Linked DNA regions of Mus musculus: regions 1 and 2 are each linked to region 3. Evidence: chromatin contacts called from public Hi-C and HiChIP or PLAC-seq data. All regions are on one chromosome and are shown on one strand. Each heading gives the region's core, a stretch centred on a gene start, on an enhancer-like site or on the middle of the called end of the contact. The rest is flanking DNA. Distances are from core to core; before and after follow the strand shown. Region 1 overlaps Caln1 (calneuron 1). Region 2 overlaps Tyw1 (tRNA-yW synthesizing protein 1 homolog (S. cerevisiae)). Region 3 holds the start of Caln1 (calneuron 1).

Evidence for each region. Hi-C and Micro-C count contacts between places; a contact is called where the count stands out from the background. HiChIP or PLAC-seq counts read pairs in DNA pulled down with a chosen protein or histone mark.
Region 1: an H3K27ac HiChIP or PLAC-seq map of VIP interneurons shows a contact between it and region 3, with 2.5 times the contacts expected there. The contact joins the enhancer-like site here to the promoter of Caln1 in region 3. A contact is called at or near these places in 3 of 484 Hi-C or Micro-C datasets (cerebellar granule neurons, cerebellum and nephron progenitors), 5 of 115 datasets of contacts at active chromatin or transcription factors (VIP interneurons, embryonic forebrain, embryonic stem cells and 2 more) and 1 of 9 other capture datasets (embryonic stem cells).
Region 2: a Hi-C map of cortical neurons shows a contact between it and region 3, with 2.8 times the contacts expected there. The contact joins the enhancer-like site here to the promoter of Caln1 in region 3. A contact is called at or near these places in 3 of 484 Hi-C or Micro-C datasets (cortical neurons and ventral hippocampal neurons) and 2 of 115 datasets of contacts at active chromatin or transcription factors (embryonic forebrain and forebrain).

What each region holds. Positions count from the first base shown.
Region 1 is chr5:130,613,004-130,616,135 of GRCm38.p6, reverse strand. The region is part of intron 2 of Caln1 (calneuron 1); the gene reads right to left. Among named protein-coding and RNA genes, the nearest start is that of Caln1, 170 kb to the right of the region's middle. Within about 2 kb of position 1,720, at least 9 of the 459 cell types and tissues checked have an H3K27ac peak or open chromatin away from gene starts, as enhancers often do. A contact at or near this core is called in VIP interneurons, where this site is marked.
Region 2 is chr5:130,293,032-130,296,014 of GRCm38.p6, reverse strand. All of the region lies in intron 11 of Tyw1 (tRNA-yW synthesizing protein 1 homolog (S. cerevisiae)), which reads right to left. Among named protein-coding and RNA genes, the nearest start is that of Tyw1, 37 kb to the right of the region's middle. Within about 2 kb of position 1,269, at least 9 of the 459 cell types and tissues checked have an H3K27ac peak or open chromatin away from gene starts, as enhancers often do. A contact at or near this core is called in cortical neurons and forebrain, where this site is marked.
Region 3 is chr5:130,447,486-130,450,726 of GRCm38.p6, reverse strand. It overlaps Caln1 (calneuron 1), which reads right to left and starts at 1,935. Exons shown (of 6, transcript NM_021371.2): 1 at 1,269-1,935.

The DNA.
Region 1 (3,132 bases), core at 471-2,970, 170 kb before region 3:
AGAGGACCTTCCATACAGATTTCTGCAGTGGCTGCAACAGTTCATATTTCCACAAAGCCACCCCCTCCCATATGAATGCTAGTATTGGATTTGGGGACCACCCAGATCATCCATCCAAGACAATCTCTATTTTAAGACTCTTAACTCAACCACACCAAGGCATCCTTTCCAGGGACGCGTTTGGAATTCCAAGGGATTAGGACTCGGCACTCCTAAGGACTGTTTTCAGGTTGATTGTACTCTTCCATCCCGAGCTTCTTCTTCTTCAGACAGCTTCCTTTCCTTGCTAAAGTCATATGGAGCCTTTGTGGCCCCCTCTTATTTCATTTCTGCTACTGTCATAAAACACCCTGACCCTCACTCAGAGTCATTGCTCCAGGTCAAAGACCATCACTGCGGTCCAGCAGCTGAACTCATCCATTGTCAAGAGCAGAGAGAAACAAATGCACCCATGTTGCCTGCTTACTAGCTATGCTCAGCTGGCTTTCCTCAGACTTATACAGCTCAGGGTTCAGCCCGGGATTTGGTGTCCTTCGAAACAGGCTGTATCTTCGCCCATCAATTAACAATCAAGACAATCCCCCACAGACATGCCCACCAGCCAACTTAATCGAGATAACGCCTCACTGAGACCCTTCCCAAACGATCCCATGGTGTAGAAGTTGTATAATGTTAGGTTAAAACCGAGTAGCCTACTTTGATTCCTGAACAATGTCTTTGCTGGCCACAGTGATGCCTGTCTCTCAATCGGCTAACTCTTCAGTAAGCTATTCACCCCTTTCACGTGACATCCAGCATGTCTCAGCACTGTATGGGGGCTGGGGGAAAGGAGAACAGCTGAGGCTTGCTGGCCACCAGTCTAGCTGCAAGTTCAGGGAGAGATCCTGTCTTAAGAGAATGAGGTAAGAGTGATAGAGCAGGACACCTTCCAAAGTTCTCTGTCCTCTATGTGTAGGCATGCACACCAGCATGCATGGTGCACACACACACACACACCAACTCCATGAGTTGCTCATTTATACTTTAGGGAGCACTAGACAGAGAGCTAGCAGACTAATTACTGCAAATGCATCACTCTTAATACATTAAAAACCATAGGACTAAAAAAGCTGGGAGAAAAGGCTCAGTGGTTAAGAACACTAGTTGTTCCTGTAGAGAACCTGGGTTCCAGTCCCAGTATCCACATGACAGCTCACAACTGTGTAATTCCAGTTCCAAGAGATCTGATACTTTCTTTTGGCCTCCATGAGCACAAGCAAAAAGGGATGCACAGATACACATGCAAGCAAAAGACCATACACATTAAATAAAACTAATTAAGACTAAATGAAAAATAAAAAATAATTATGGAGCTGAAAAGATAGTTCTACAGTTAAAGAATGCTTGCTGCTCTTGCAGAGAGCCCACATTCAACTTCCAGCATCTATACTCTAGCTCCAGGGCATCTAACATCTTTCCCTGGATCCCGAGGTCTCCTGTACTCAAGTATATATACTGAATCATAGACACACATGCATATACATTAATTAAAGATAAACCTTAAAAAATAAGAATCATGTGTTATCAGTAATTTTTTTACCAGTTATTAATACTAGCTTATCATGCGGGATGCTTTCTGGAAACACATGTGGGTCCAAAAGAGAGAAAGGCCAGCCTGTGAGCAAGGACTCCAGGCTCCTGGCCAGGCTTAGTAGCTAATTATGTCAGCAGCCAAAACCAGAGGTCTCAATTTGCTCCTGTGTAAAATGAGCTGGGTTGGTTATGAGGCTCCCTCAGCTCCTACCGGCCCTCCCTTCTGTGGATCTATGAACATCATTAAAGACTTTGAAAGAATAGGAAGCCTGTGTTCTCCTACATACCTTATTAATCTGCCCCATCTCCAGCCTCTTCTTCCGTGGATAGAATAAAAACAAGTTTTAGTCAAACCCAAATTCTTTGTCTACATTTTTAGTCTTTTCCCATCAGCACAAAATACCCCAGTTCCTCGAGTTCTCCTCTCTGGTCTCAGGTATCATGGAAATACTTGCTCATGGCCGAGAGCACTGTAGAACGTCAGAGCCACATGCAGCCTGACTTCAGACTCTGGAGATGGCAGGATGCACAGGCATGGTGTTCTGAAGTGTCTTTAAGACACCTAGTCCACATCCTAGCGTCACTTTCCCCATCTGAAAAGTAGGTGTTCTAGTTTTCTTTGTTACTATGATAAAACACGCAGCTCAAAAGTATTTAAGGGAGGAAAGGGTTAATTAGTCTACAATGGTGCATCACAGTCCACCACTAAGGGAAGTCAGAGCAGGAACTGAAACAGGAACTTGAAGCAGAAGCCATGAAGGAATGTTGCCTGCTGGCTCGCCTGACTCACTTTCAGGCTCATGCTTGTCTGGTTTTGTTTTGTTTTGTTTGCTTGCTTGCTTGCTTGCTTGCTTGCTTGCTTGCTTGCTTGCTTGCTTGTTTTTGTACACAGCCCAGGACCACCACCTAGGGAATGATAGCATCCACTGTGGGCCAAACACTCACATCAATTAACAATCAAGACAGGATCCCACAGATGTGACCACAGGCCAATCTGATCTAGGCAATTCATCTGTTGAGACATCCTAACCAAATGACTCTAAACTGTGTCAAGTTGATAGTTAAAGCTAACTAGGACTAAGCTAATCGCTTTCCAGCCCTGGTAGTGGCATTTTAGACTTCGTTACAGAATAGACCATAAAACAGAAGAACATGTGATATAATGAATGATAGGGCTCATGGCTGTTACTATGGATAGACAGTTGCCCATTGGACCTACTTTTCTGGACTACTTTTTCCCAAGGTATTACACCATTCTCATTTAATTATGAACACTTTCTAAGGCTTCTAATAGCACCAAGCAGGGTAGCTCCCTTCTGTGGTGGTTAATATGGTCAACTTGATCTAAAACCACCTAGGAAATATATCCCTGGCCTTGTCTTCAGAGTGTGTTTAGATCAATTGAATTGAAGGACTAACTGTACACTGTGGGTGGTACCATCCCATAGACTGGGTTCCTGGACCAAATAAGAAAGAAAATGTGAGCTGAGCACCAACATCCATCTCTTTCTGCTTCCTGACTGTGGACGCAACATGACCAGCTGCCTGACGTTCCTGCCA
Region 2 (2,983 bases), core at 20-2,519, 150 kb after region 3:
TAAAAGAATGAGGGAGGGGCAGTTATAGAGCAAGACACCCAGTATCCTGCTTTGAACTTTCCTTGAGAGCCCATGCACGCTCGTGCACACCCCTACCCCCAGACTGTGAATATAGTATCTACCTCAAAGAATTTTTGTTAGGATTAAATTAAAAAAAAAAAATAAATAAAGACTTCCACGACACTCAGGAGGCGACAGCAGTTCGACCTCTGTGAGTTCAAAGCCAGCCTGGTCTACTTAGTAAAGACCCAGTCTCAAAAATAACTAATTGTTTTCCTCTGAGACCCTTTCACTACGAACTAGCTATTATAATAATACCTTGGTCCTGGCTTACTGAACATCACAATCAGCTGCATATTAGATGGAAAAGTGGCTCAGACAATAAAACACTCGCTAACGAGCATGAGGACCTGAGTTTGATTCTCGGGATCCTTGTTAAAAAAAAAAAAGCCAGGTAAACTGGACCAAGCCTTTAATCCCAGTACTCAGAAGGCAGGGGCAGGTAGATCTCTGTGAGTTCAAGGCCAGTCTGGTCAACATAGCACATTCCAGAGCAGCCAGGGCTACATAGTGAGACCCTGTCGCAAAAACGACAAATTGTGGGTAGTGGCTCCTCAGGTACCTTAGGGAGGCAGAGACAGTCAAGTGCCTAGAGTTCGGTGTTGGGCAGCCTACTTGGGAAGTTCCAGGGACTGATAGACCCTGTCTCAAAACCAACAAAAAAAACCAACCAACCAACCAACCCAGGATGGGCAGGACCTGAGGAAAGACAACCAAGCTGTGGACAGGCAGTGGGAGCGAGCTGCTGGGCATCAGTGGGCAGGTGCTACTGGCCAGGGGGAATGATATTGGGAGACCCACATAACCGACCCCACCCGGCTCCTGAAAGACTTTCAGGCTCCTTCCAACAACCAAACACACACACACACACACACACACACACACACACACACACACACACACACACACACACAGAGTAATGTCACTATCGCCCCAACAAAAACAAAGAACTTAAAACATACTTGGAAATATAAATATGCAAGTAAACCGCCCCCACCCCCATCTGAAGACCAGGAAGCAGATTAAAATTCCAAAAACGACAGATGCCATCTTTTGTGTGCCTGACACTTAGCATGTGCATTTCCCATCAGTATTTCTCAGTGAGTTTTCCTTGCGTTATCGAAATCTAAGATTTAACTCAAATCCAAGTTTTAAATAAAGCTTGATCCTTAAACTCAGTCTGTGTTGCCAAGACAACCTAGCGCTCTGCCTAACAGTCCTGGTTAGCTTTAAATTCCCCAAGAGCAGCAGAAGAGGGGTGGGTTTACCCTGAACTGCAAAATCAGCCTCCAACTCTGAATATGGGACAAGGGTACGTTGGCTAGACCTGGGGGTTAGGGGCAGAGGCACTGGACTCAACTTCTGACTCTACTATGGAGTTAGTCTGGCATCCATAGGCAGGCCCCAGCCTTTTCCTCCCCTAATGTTTAACATGATAAGCAGAAAAGGAGACCGTGAGCAAGAATTAAATTAGGGGCTGGGGATGTGGCTCCGTTGGCCAAGTGCTTGCCTCGAAGGCAGAGGGGTGCATTTCTGTAACCCCAGCATTCAGGAGGAGGAAGCAGAGGAAACACAAGTCTAAGGTTATCCTCAGCTACATGCTGAGTGGGGGGCCAGCTTGGGCTACCTAAGACTTTGAAACAACCCCATCTCCTTACCCCTGCATGCACGCACAGATAAAAATAAACAAATAAGCAAAAATGAAGGCTTGCTGGTGACACAGAGTAAGACGGTGACCATGGAGGGGACTGGGGACGCAGCTGGTGTGAAGTGGGCTCCAGCTGAGGCCATCTGGAAGGAATCACTGGCATGGTGTTTTGCTGACTGGATATGTGCATGGGAGAATAAGGTGTCCCAGAGAAGCCTTGAGTGTGTGGCCTGAGCAATAGAGCTCTAAACAGCAGAGACAAAACAAGCAACGAACCCAACAGAACAACCAACAGGAACCCCTGCGGGGAGGATGCAGCAGGAAAAGTACAGAGGGGATTCAAAGTCAGACAAGAAGCTGAACTGTCCGTCAGACAGCTAAACGAATGTGCAACGCTCAAATGTGGGTTCTAGAGAGACAGCTTCAGGAATCGACACACAGAGAGACACACATGCACCAGCACACGCATACAATCCAATTCACAAGCTCTTAACCCTTTCGAGTTTTCCTGGTTTCACTGTTACTAAGCAACTTCAGGGCCGTTTCCCTCATCCTGGGCAGCTTCCTCCCTCTGATTCATCAGCACAACAGCCATCAGACAGACTAAGGAGCAAACTTTACCTCACAGACAGATGCCAAAGATGCAGAGCTGGGGGTTTAGCCTGACATTGAGTAAACCATGACACAAACATGATGAATGATGCACTAATCCACATATAACATCCTTATTTCTTTTTTGTTGCTTGAGGCGAGGTCTCCCTGTGAAATCTAAGATGGCTTCAAACTATGTAGCCTAGTATATGCTAGAACCTACCCTGCCTCAGTCTCCTGAGTACCAGGACTGTAGGTGAGCCTCACCATGCCTGGCTCAAGGGTCTCCACATCTGAAGCCGGGGCTAAATCAAATATGAGACGTTCTTTTATTCTCATAATGATACAGGTCCGCAGCTGAGTGACAGCAAGACATATGTCTGATGGAGACTTCACAGTGCTAGGTGTGTGTATGTTTGTATTGGTGAATGTGCATGGCCAGTGTAGACACCAGAGGAAAACCTCTTTCTTCCTCAGGCACCATCCATCTTGTTGAATCCTCTTGTCAGCCTGTAGACCACCAAGAAGGCAAAGCTGGCTGGCAGGGAGCCCCGGGGATCCATCTGCCGCTGTCTTCCCAGCATGTGTATGCCACCATGCCCAGATCTCTTAAATGGGTTCTGGAAACTGAACTTAGGTCCTCAAGCTTATCCAACCTCAGGGTTTGGTTTCGTCATCCCCTCA
Region 3 (3,241 bases), core at 686-3,185:
ACAGCAGTTCGATGCAGAACACGAGTCCCTCCACGTGCACAAAAGCATAGGGTTAGAACAGTGCCCCGTTGTCTCTCCTGGTCTTGGTAACTCTGCAGTTCAGACTGCACTGTGCCACTGCAGAACGTAGTTAAGAACACAATTTATCAGACTTCACAGTCACACGCTACCGACTCTTGGCTGCTATATTGTGGACCCAGGAATGTCTCCTTTTTATGTAAAAACAATAAAAAAGAATAGTCTGGGGCCTAGGGATGGCGCCCCAGTCTTGGCACCTAAGGAACTGCATGCAGGCACAGCTACCCCTGGAGGTAAGGAATGAGGCGCAAATGGGATCTCTCACAAACTCCTCGGGCAAAGGAACAGCTTGGAGAAGAAACACTGGGATGGGGGCCGAAGATGCACGTGTCCTGCACTGTGGAATCAAACCGCAGCGCTCAGTCCTGGCTTAGCACCATCTGCTTGTGGATCAAAGTATCCTCGGGTTCTCCCTGAGGCAAGACTAGAACTACCTGCTGCTGCCCAGGCGCCCTCAGACCAAGTCTGAGGAAGTTCACTCCCTGAAGCGCTGGTCTGGGGAAGCTGGGCACCCAGGCAAACCTGGCTTGCGCTAGAGAGGCGGAGTGTCTACCTCTGCCCTCGATCTGGATTAGTTCCAAAGCTTGCCACCCAGAGGTCCCGGTGGGACTGCCTGAGGCCTCTAGGGTCACCCCATGTGCTCCAAGACCACCGATCCTCCCCCAAGGAAGCGAGCATCGGGGTGGGAAGATGGAGATGGAGTGATCCATACCTCCCACCTCCCTAGATAGATCGCCATGACTCCAGCTTCCCGGAGACCAGAATGCCACCAAGGACTCCCACTTAGGCTGCGATGCGGATCGGATCCCCGACACCCAAAGCTCCCTTTTCCCACAACCTGGGTGTCCCCGGGGGCGCGCAGCCCGATGGCCACTAGCACCCAAGACTCCACGAGCTGGGCACAGTCCCGGGATTCCCACGAGTGTACCCAGGCCCTTCTGCAATTCCAGCGTTCCTCACCCACCCTAAGCATGAAGAGAGATCAGGATGGCTCGGGTGACACCCCGGCCCCGAGAGATGGGGTGCTAAGAGCGGGGCCAACAGGTCCGGGAGGCGCTTGTGGGCAGCACACCCGCCCACTCCGAGACTCGCTAGGATAGGGGCATCCGGGGAAGGGACCATTGAAGCAGCGAGGGAGGCAACGATGCAGGGAGGATGCAGGATAAAGACTGGGAGAGAGCATCACTCACCTCTCCTGGAGCCGGAGCTCCGCTGCCCGGCAGCCCAGGCACCTCCTCCGAGGCCCGCAGGGAGGGGGCGACGCGAAACAGAGCGCTCAAGCTGGCGCTCACACGCGTCCCCGCGCGGGCATCCTTCCTCTCCGTAGCCGGCTCCCACGGCGTGCCCCCACTCTGGTTGAGAGGCCGCTTTGCCCAACCCAGCGGCACCCGGGAGCCCGGCGCGGCGCGAGTCTTGCCTTTCCCTTGAGTCTCACAGCTGGGCTTTGCAGAGCCCGCGATGATCTAGGCTGCTCCTTTCTCCCCTGTCCTTGTCCTCGCCTCCCGTCTGGGGGAACGTGCGCCCCGCACCCCCTGCACCGCTCTCGCCTCTACCCCTCCCGCGCCCGCTGGCCGCGCGGGCTTAGCCCATGTGCGCGGCTGCCTCCTCGCTGCGCCCGGGAGCCCAGTGGCCGAGGCCCCGCCGGAGTTGCGCGCCCCAGAAACTCCATGCAGCTCCGGCCTCCTCCCCAGTGCCTCCCCGGTTCCTCCAGATGAAGAAGCCTAGCGGTCTCTAGCAAGGAGATCCCCCTACCACTCTTGGCTTCTTCCCCCCACCGAGGCTGGAGCCTGGTTGCTGGACTGGCTTGGCCACCCCAGTCTCTCTTCTCTTTTCTCCCAGGATTGGGGACCTCCCACCCCCACCCCCACCCCCAAAGCCTCTCCAATGGCTCCCTCCGTTTCCAGGCAGCGCAACCTGAGGAACGCCTCGGTGCGCGCGCACTCACACTCACTCACTCGCTCGCTCGCTCACTCGCTCTCTCACACACATGCACGCTGCACACACAGGCAGACACACGCGGGGGGCGAGCTGCAGCTTAGCAGCCGGCCCTCTTTCCTCTCCTCCCCAGAGAAGCTGCCCACGTTCACATTCGCCAATTGCTTGCTTCTCTCTATTAAACACCTCAGCCCCAACCCAAGCACGCCCACCCCTACCTTAACTCCTTCTTCCCGGATGCCCGATGCCCACGGTTACACCTGAGTCCCCAAATGCCATGGGGGAGGAGGAGGTGTCGACGGAAAGGCTGGTAGTCAAAACCAGGGTGAGAGCAAAATGCTGTGAGCCATCCCTTCGCTATGTCTACGAAGGGCATAAGCACACACACCCACCTCTCATCCCGCGTCCCTAGAGCCCCAGAACATGTGGCCCGTCCCCACTTCTACCAAGGTCATAGTATAGATTCCATAAGAAAGAATGGGTACCTACCTTGACACAAGGTGTGGGGTGGAAACTTCACAGATTGTTTGCAGCCTAACCTGGGGCTGACTTCCCAAGTCTACACCCAGAGAGAATCCTGGTCTCCCTTGACTCACACTTGAAGGGCAACAATTAGCTTAGAGTCACCACTTAGCTTTCTGGGGGACCATCTGACTGCCGTTCAAGTGTCCAGCTGCTAACAGGATACATCTTGCTACCAAGGGTAGTCTTATCAAGAAAAAGATCAAAGTAATAGTCACCTACCCCCGCCCCCAGCCCCCAGAGGGCTCTCATAACCCCTTCCTGCTCCTGATAGGGTGAGCCGGAGAGAGAACAACCCACCTGGTTGGCACTAGCTTTTCTGGTATCTCCCTTTTATCCGAGCTTCCAGGGTCTTATCTCCCTATGAGGACCATGAATCTCAGCAGCCTACACTGTCAGCATCAAAGATGTGGAGACATTTCTTGCTCCAATCAGGAACAACCCGTGGAAAGTCATCTTTAGCGTTTCTTCCAAAAAGCTCAGCCACCACCTCTCCGTTGGCTGGTCCTGCTGCCAAGGGAGTTTGGGCACTGGCAGCCAGTCATCCAAGTTAATCAGGGTCCCCTCCCTGTCTGTGCCTCCTGGCCTGCCGCCTGAGCTGCAGGGTTTCTTGAGTCCCGGCACACTTGCTACTGTTGGCACACCTTTGACATTTAAATTTTCTTAGCCCACGATAGTCCTATCTTTTCATGTCCCAGCCTTCCCT